2 separate regions of the Triticum aestivum genome follow, and region 2 is linked to region 1. A link is a contact called in public HiCAR-type data. All regions are on one chromosome and are shown on one strand. Each heading gives the region's core, a stretch centred on a gene start, on an enhancer-like site or on the middle of the called end of the contact. The rest is flanking DNA. Distances are from core to core; before and after follow the strand shown.

The links. HiCAR-type assays count read pairs that join an accessible place to other places.
Region 2: a contact with region 1 is called in a HiCAR-type map of leaf, with 5 times the contacts expected there. The contact joins the promoter of LOC123186324 here to the promoter of LOC100125739 in region 1. A contact is called at or near these places in 3 of 5 Hi-C or Micro-C datasets (leaf and an unstated tissue) and 1 of 1 datasets of contacts at active chromatin or transcription factors (leaf).

The regions. Positions count from the first base shown.
Region 1 is chr2A:738,310,155-738,314,692 of IWGSC CS RefSeq v2.1, reverse strand. LOC100125739 (protein TIFY 3) reads left to right here and starts at 2,305. Exons shown (of 5, transcript XM_044603441.1): 1 at 2,305-2,322. The coding sequence starts at 2,305.
Region 2 is chr2A:738,458,275-738,462,812 of IWGSC CS RefSeq v2.1, reverse strand. LOC123186324 (serine/arginine repetitive matrix protein 1) reads right to left here and starts at 1,937. Exons shown (of 2, transcript XM_044598105.1): 1 at 1,450-1,937; 2 at 763-1,334. The coding sequence starts at 1,922. The coding sequence ends at 1,241.

The DNA of each region.
Region 1 (4,538 bases), core at 1,056-3,555:
GTCGGGAGTCATGTCACTCACCGACTCGGTCAAAAATAAGACGGACTTTGGTTCAAGGAAGGAGCCACCTCAAGTCAAGCCACATAGTGGTTGTAATAAGAGCATCTCCAACTGCCGCACAAAAATCTCGTGCCCAATAAAAGTTATAACGTGACACTGTAGTATTTTTAGTGCGTCGGGACCAATATTGTTTTAGCAGATGCCCAAAGACGCGCGTTCAAAAAGCAGACAGTGCAAATTGTGAAGCGCATCCAATCCGGATTTCAAAATATGCTGCGCGCGATAGCATTTTTCAACGCGCGCCCAAAACTTTTTAGCGCTATAGCATCTGCTGGAGCTGTTGGGTGCCCAAAAAAATAATTGAATTTTTAGTGCGCGGAGCTCTTTTTGGCACCTGTTGGAGATGCTCTAAGTGCGGGGAAAACTCGGATCGGATGTAAAGCCTACTACCACCGTTTCAAATTATAAGTTTTTTTTTTTCAAATGAATGAAGCAACACACTAAAATGCGTCTATGTATATCTGATTTAAAAAGATAGAACATCTCATAATTTGAAATGGAGGAAGTAACAAACAGCTACTAGTAACTTTTATACATTAAAAATGTAATCACAGCTTTTTACAGCTGCCAACCGGAAAATTGCTAAGCTTGGAATATTTATTTATTTTTAAGATTAAAGCTTGGAATATTTCACAAGTGGCAAGTGTGGGTGTATCTACTTATGTCATGGTCGACATTTGCATATTGCGTTGTACATAAATCTGGTTTGGATTATTTTTTGCTAATGTTAACTTGACAACGTATTGGGTTTTAATCTGATGCATGTAGATGAAAGGATTTTACTTGGACGCATATAAATGAACCCGTGCCATGGATTGAAATTATTTCAAAATGTTGCTCAATTGGAATTATAAGGTCAATGTTGCGGTTGTGTTTGATAAATCGCATGGGTCAGGTCATCTCAAAGCTTTTAGTCTTCACATTTTTAATGGTCTTGTCGTCTCCCCCGGGTACCTTTGATCTCTAGCTTGGCGTGTCGGTATATGTGAGGGAAGCGTGATGGAGGAGTTGGCGGCCAGGCTTCAACAACACATATCTGACAGTGTGTTGACCTCTCGCAGCTTCTTCCAAACAAGGGGGAAGCGGTAGACTCATCAACTCGCTACGAGGTGTACGGTGTGGGTGATTCTGTTATATGGCTAATAACAAACGACAATGTAATGGTAAAAAAAACAAGAGACGTTGCAACAAGGCGCCAAAGAGGTCCGAGCGAGAGAAATTGGCCCGATGCCGGGCCAAGCAAACGCGCGGGCAAACGAGGCATGTATAAGAACCATATGCAAGAAGAAGAAGTAGCGTTTGTCGTTTTGCGCTCGGAACTCACGCGCCCGAAGCTCATGGCGTGCTGACTTGGTGCCCGTTCGAAACCTCTCCGGTCACGAAACTCCGCTCCACGCGAGAAGCTCGGTTCGAGCCACTCCCTGCAATTGTGCCGCCGCTCCCTCCGCTCGAGGAGCTACAGTTGTGGAGCAGGGAGGATCCAAACGGCGGAAACAGGGCCTTAGTCTCTTAGATACCCGGAAAATACTCGAAGTTACCGTTTCGTCGGGGGTCACAACAAACCGGACAACCATAAAACCGAACCCGAAACCCCCTCGAACAAACGTCAAATTACTGCTGCCAAAAATAGGACACATATTCATTATCTTTTTTTGAGATGGCACATATTTATTCATTTACTCTCCCTGCCAATCCATGGCAGGTTATCTTTTGTACTACTACAAAAACATTCATTACCACTGTATCACTTGACCTTTATCAGCATCTCCTCCAGTGAGGCGCTGCCAAGTGACAGAGTATTATAAAGACAGTACTCCCTCTGTAAAAAAATATAAGAGCGTTTAGATCACTAAAATAGTGTTCCAAACACTCTTATATTTGTTTACAGAGAGAGTACTATATAAAAATTGAATGCGTAAAGATATCGGGGGCCCCTATATTATTATGGCCAGCCCAGTCACGACATTCACATGCGCGTTTGCTGTACACACACCCACTCCTCCGCCGGTCCATCTTTATCCCCGACCCCCTCCCGCTTCCTCCAATTCTCATTCCCAGGTCCCTTTCAGCGAGAGGGAGGGAGGGAGGGAGGAGCAGTTGGTTGAGACCCGAGGCGGAGATGGATCTGCTGGAGAGGAGCGCAGCCACTATTAAGGCGGAGCAGCAGGGGGAGGCCCAGCGCAAGGAAGCCGAGAGGAAAGAGCAGGAGCAGGAGCAGCAAGGCCAAGGGCTCACCGGCAGACACCCGCTCGCCAACGGCAGGTAGCCAGCCTCCTCCGTCCCCCTTCTCCCCGCTCTATGAAGAAACCACGGCGGATTCCGTCGAGGATTCCGCGTCCGTCGGTGTGATTCTGCCGGATTGCTTGTGTGCGTGCGCGGGTGTTGTTCTTGCTCTTGACTCGTGTTCCTCCCCCGCTTTCCCCTGTTCTTCATCACGCGCTTTCGCAATTGGCACCTCGAGGTCCAGCGTTATCGTGAGAGAGGCCCTTGCCGTCGGTTCCGTCGGTTCTCGGCTAGGTGTCGGTGCGGATTCTGGAATGCGTGTTGTGTTGTGTTCTTTCTCGTTGCTGTTCAAGTGTTGTTCCTGTCTCTCTCCCTGCGGTCCAAATCCTCCCAGCTTCAGTTTCCTGAACCTTTGCCTGCTGCTAAGAAATCTTCAGTTAGGGGGAATTTGGGGGGGCCGTGTTCTTATCCGGATGCTGCGAGGGCGTTTGGGTTGCTGGAAATCTGGCGTTACGGGCCCTCATCCTTCATGGTCATGGTTGATTTAATTTTAATGGCAAGAAAAATTACAACTTGTTTTGCTGTTGATGATAAACATTTCGGCAAATCTTTTCTTATCAAGCTAACTGAGTAAGCTACGGCTGCGGAAGAACTTTGCCCAAGATGGGCACAGATCCAGGCTGCCTTTCCCCCCTCACCGGTTCAGTTTCTTGTTCTACAATTTCTTGAAACCGTTACGATAAGTTTTTAATTCAGCCGCTGAGTTAGGTCCACATGAAGAACTCTTTAGGCCGCTTATACATTCTTCTTTGTGATGTACACCGAGCTATCCTTTTTGAGAAACATGGGTGAAAGAGTAGATCTGATCAAAGCTGAGTTCGGTGCCCAGATAACTTCCATAAACATGCAAAGCCCTACCAAGGATTCATCAACTGCCAAAAAGAACAAACGGAAAAACTAACAAGCTTTTCCACCAGTTTGCTTCATGGCCAATTGTGAAGCCGGGGGACCAACGACATGGTCTCTGACCAGGTATTCACAACGTTGAACTACTGGCCTTTGGGACATCGGCTGACATGTTAAGGCCCCTTGTGCCTACCATCATGTGTTGCAAGCGTGCAAACGGAACGCTTTGCTAACCCTGATAGTGTTCCTTCTGACCTTCGGGGCTTTTCGGCATATTTGTCAGCTGCAGTGCTTTGCATTGTTCGGCTGTTCACCATATTCATGCCACGTTAATTTGTTCTGTCCCTACTATCGTAGAATGTTTTCCTGTAAGGTTTGGCTACTACTGTCTATTTCTCGTTGGTTTACATTCAGTTAATTGGCGATGTGCTAGGCTGCTGTGAAACGATGGATCCTGTATTGGAGTTAAAATAAAATGTGACACTAAAAATGTGCCACTTGGAATCAATTTTCCTGCTTTTTTCTGAATTTATATATAGGTCTAATGGGTGCAGGATGTTTAGGATCTGTTAATTTTAGACAACGGTTGCAGACAACAATTAAGTCCACCACATATAATTTGCTAGGTCCAGTGCTTAATTAGGATGGAACAGAAGTTACGTGGGTCCAGTCCATCCACCCTGGACTGACTTTGAACTAGTCAGACAAGTTACTGGACGCTAGGCGGCACATACCCGTCCACCACGCCTTGAATAATTCAGAGTGGACCACAATTAGAGTCATAGTCTGCTGTTGTCTGATATCACATCATGCATTATAGAAGTTGTTAGACTCAGAATTGTTGGAACCTGCAAAGTAGTTGATGTTATTAATTTTAACTTAAAAGTTTTACAATGTAAATAACTGACTATTCTGATGTAGGCCCATGACCGGGGTATCATACAAGTCGTGACTAAGCGACAAGTCATTTAGTCGCCACGTGGAACTCTTCCTAAGATCTATTTTGTTTTCTGTTACCAAGTAGGGGAGGTGTATTGCTTGCACAAAGGCTTATGATGCAACTAACATGCACTCTAGCTAACGGTTACCACATTATTTTTGAAAACAATTCTAAACGTACTTCAAAACTTCTATCTATGTATAAAATTTGAAGAGTTTCACTCTATGGTGAGTGCACAATTCTATGTCATGGACAAGTGTGCGTGGAAGTTAGTTAGCTATCCACGTGCCATAACCATGACTTGGTTTCCATATCTTATGGGTTTCAACTGCTGCCTACCCCAACTTGTTTGGGACTGAAAACTTTGTTGTTGTTGTTGTTGTTGTAAAAATTGTAAGAATTTTCTCAT
Region 2 (4,538 bases), core at 688-3,187, 150 kb before region 1:
GGGCCTGGGTGCCGGTGGGGGTCCGGGTCAACGATGGAACGCGCGCGCGTGCGACACAACTCGTCTTCACGGGCCGGAGTCCGGCGGCCTTGATGTTCCATCGGCGTCCAGGCCGGAGTTCCCTCACGTTTGGTCTGGTCATGATTCGTTGTGGACACAACACACAACGACCGGACGCCTTCGTCCAGCTCCGGCGGCTTCGTCTACGGTCGGGCACGGGACGGGAGGGAGGCGTGCCGCGCCCATCGACGGCCCACAGTCCACCGGAGTTCGACCGGCTTTGCCTTTGCCTTTGCCTTTGGCCCTTTGCCATGGGCGGGGTGCAGCGAATGGTCGATTTCTACGTTTCTTAATCCTAAAGGTCGTGGTACGGGATGACCAAATAGACGACACGTTGCGCTGGCTCCCTGCTTCTACTGTGAATCGCGAGTGACAGGCCGAAATAAAGCTCCGCGAGTTGCTGTAGTCTCTAGTACGTTTGCAGGTATACGGTTCCTTTCGTTTCCAAGCACATATTATAAAGTTTTCGGAGGTACTACTCCATAGTAGAGTACATACTACCAGCGGCGAATCCAGAAAGGAAATGGAGGGGGGGCTCAAAGTTAATATATCAATCCCTTTGTCCAAAGATGCTCAAACTTTCCCAGATTTATAGTAGTCACATGAAGTATTTACAGGAGTTTTCTCAGATTTTTTCGAAGCAATCAAATTTTGAGGTAAAAATTGGTATGGTCAATTTAAACAGCCAACACGTGCCAAATATGAGCCTGAAACGATATGATATTTTACAACAGCAATACTAGTAAGTAGTAACATATTTGGTCATACCACAAACTTTCGATTCCAAAGCATACAATTCACACAGCAATAGATAAAGTACTACAGAAGCAACAAAAAGGAAGACGAAACCAATGATGCCGGTTTTGCTTCTAACCAATGCTACTGTAGAACTATATAGATTATATGCTTCAGATCCCAAGCGCCATGCCATCTGTCCAAAAGTAGCTAGTTTATTGCGACGAAACAGTTGTATACAAAGTTGTACTAGAACTAGAAAACTCTTAAGCAATCACATTATACTCACGAGGCAGGTGAGCTTTCCGATCACTCTTTTTCTGGAATTGTATCATGATCTGATCATCATGAATACTTTTGAATATCCTTTTCTCACAATAGCACACCATTAAGTCATTGAGCCAATCATCCGAGATCTTATTGCGCAAATCTGTTTTGATGATCTTCATAGCTGAAAAAATTCGCTCAACAGATGAAGTTGCCACGGGGGGTGTTTGAAGTGCTTGCAAACCAATTGTTCAAAGTCTTTCTTTTCATTTCTACAAAAAACAGAGAAATAACTCACAGATTATGACTAGAAGCCCAGGCCAACTATGCTATTGGATTTCTGCAAAAAACAATGGTATGAGCAGCGTTGGGTAGGAGAAAAATAACCTCTTAACTGGACCTGATGAGCCAGCGCCCCGAGCAGTCGATCCCTTGACGCAGGGCTCTGCGGATGGCCGGTGGGCTCCACGAACGGCCGGTGAGGTCCCAACGGCTGGCTCCGGCGGCGTCGGTGGCGCCCTGGCTGTGTGCTCCGTCGACGGCGTCGCGGCGTACCGTGCTGCTCTTCGTGGGCGTCCTCGCGGCGTGAACTCCCTGGACGGCGTCACGGCGTGCTCTCCGTCGACGGCGTCGCGGCGTGCTCCGGCGGCGGCTAGGGTTGCGGTGCGGTGCGGCGGAGCTGTGGCTGGGTAAGGCGTCGAGATGTGTTGCAGCACGCTCGAATTGGTTGCTCGACACCAGCGTTTACAGGGGCTGGGCTGACTGCTGAGTAGATGGGCCTGTGTTTTCTGGGCTGGGCTGCTGTGATGAGTAGTAGTAAAAAAAAATTGTTCGATTTTGGAGGGCAGGCTTGAGCCCATCCAAGCCTGCCCCTTGGATGCGCCGCTGCATACTACGGCACAGGCGCACAGCCCACAGTGATGAGCTGTAGCGTACAGATACATCCGCATCCAGCTCCAGCCGTAGCCTGCAGCGAGCAATTAAAGCCCACAGTGATGAGCACGAGCAAAACGCTTGCGAAACGTGGACGCGGCGGTTGCAGAGCCCAAATCTGTCAGGACGGGAGCTGCATGCATGCGCCAGCTTACGACGGACCGCCCATTCCATTTCTCCTCGCCGCTTCTTTCTCTCGGGTCTCGCCACGAGTACAAATTAACTGCTGATTAGAAGAAACAAACCGCCAGGGATGCGCGAGGAAGACGAAGCTGGTGCGCGTTGGTTGAAGCCTAGCGAGTGCACGTGCATTGCATAGTAGAGATCGCGCCGCAAAGTGAACCAAAATGGCCGCGCGCGAGAGAGGAACAGAGCTTGAGCTCGGGAGGGACCGGGCTGGTGGTGTGGGGAAGGGGATTCCGCGTCGGTTGCTTGCGGTTTTGATGTGATGGACCACTCTGAGTCTGTAACACGGCAGGGCTGGATGAGCATCTTGGAGCAGTGACATGTAGAGTACATGTACATTCATCACCATCACCCACCCTGTTTAAAACAGTTCACCAGTCCATGCCTTTGGTTCTTTGCTGATTAGTATTAACTCTGTTTCTGCGCGACTCTGACGGGTGCAAACCACCAGCAGTCTGCGAATAGCCATATAGTAATCTGAAAAGAATAGCCATGGGAAAATTATGGAGAGAGCGCAGGGTTTCTCTGCGAGAACACAGGGACAGAGAAACGAGAGGAGGTACAGGGACAGCATGTCGTCGCATCGTAGCTCCGTTTCGGAGATAAAATAAAATTTGCAGACACACACAGGAAACTCATACATGCGTATGGTGAGGTTAGCTCTCTGGAGTTTCAGAAGCTGACTATGTTTTGAGAAATCAGTTGCAAACTGATTTGAGTATGATCCTTAGGGGAGAGGAGATTAAGTGGTACCAGAGGTCTAAAGAGAAAGATATTAAGGAGGGTGATGGTAACACAAAGTACTTCATGATTAAAGCTAGCGGTAGGAAGCGTAGAAGTACAAAAATTACATTCAACCAGGAAAGATATTAAGGGGATCATCCAAGGGGATGAGCAGCTCCTTAAATATGCGACCAATTTTTATAAAAAGCTCTTTGGGCATGTTGATTTACTCCCGGTCTCCTTAAACATTCCTCTAGAAGATATGCTTTCCGATGAGGACAAAAGTAAGTTGGTTGGTAAATTTACATTGGATGAGATAAAAATGGTAGTTTTTTCTATGAGGCATAATAGAGCTGCCGGTCCCGATGGTATGCCTATTGAATTCTTCCAAACCTTTTGGCACCTCATTTGTAATGATCTGCTGAGTCTCTTTCATGACTTCTATGATGATGTGATTGATATTCTAGGCTAAACTATGGGGTGGTTACTTTGTTAGATAAGGGTCAAGGGGCGGATAGGATTCAAATGTATAGACCTATATGCATGCTCAATGTCCCGTTTAAACTATTTACCAAAGTCTTGAACAATAGAGCTATGGCTATGGCTCACAAGACGGTTTCTAAGGTACAATCTGCGTTTATCAAAGGGCGGTATATTTTAGATAATGTCGTTGTTCTGCATGAGACACTTCACTCACTTCATAAGTCTAAATGCTCTGCTGTTATTTTTAAGGTTGACTTCGAGAAAGCTTATGACAAAATTAATTGGGACTTTATGCTTAGTACGCTGAAAATGAAGGGGTTTCCTGATAAATTTATTCATTGAACGAAAGCGGTTATTCATAATGGTAAAGTAGCTATAACGTTAAATGACTTGATTGGCCCTTATTTTGTTACTAGGAAAGGACTGAGGCAGGGTGACCCGTTCTCCCCACTATTGTTTAATCTTGCTGCTGATGTTCTTGCTACCCTGGTTCAAAGGGCACAAGAACAAGGGTTTATTAAGGGTGTTTTGCCTAGATTGTATGAGGGTGGTCTTACCATTTTACAATACGCGGATGATACAATTTTCTGCTTTGAAGATGACTTAGAAGGGGCTAGAAACCTTAAAGTCATTCTATGCGTGTTTGAGCATTTGACAGCTTTGAAAATTAACTTTTTAAAAAGTGAAATCCATTGCTTTGGTGATGCTTTGTTGAAACAAGAAGAATATGCTCAAATTTTCACTTGTGCGGTGGGGGACTTTCCCTTTACTTATTTTGGTCTTCCCTTACATTTTAAAAAATTGCATAATGCGCATTGGAAACCAGCTGAAGAGAAAATTGAGAAGAAAGCAGCTACCTGGCAAGGGGGCTTGCTTTCAATGGGCGATAGGATTAATCTCGCTAAGACTTGTATGAGTAATATTCCTAGCCATTTAATTTCTTTTTTTAAACTACCTAAAGGTGTAGGTAAGAGAATGGACTTTGTCTGTGCTCGTATGGTTTGGCAAGAGAGGGATGGAGTGAGAAAGTATCATTTAGTCAAGTGGTTGGACGTCTGCCAACCTAGAGATCAGGGAGGCTTTGGAATTACTAATTTGGAAATTAAAAACATCTGCGTTTTATGTAAGTGGTTATGGAGATTAGAGAATGA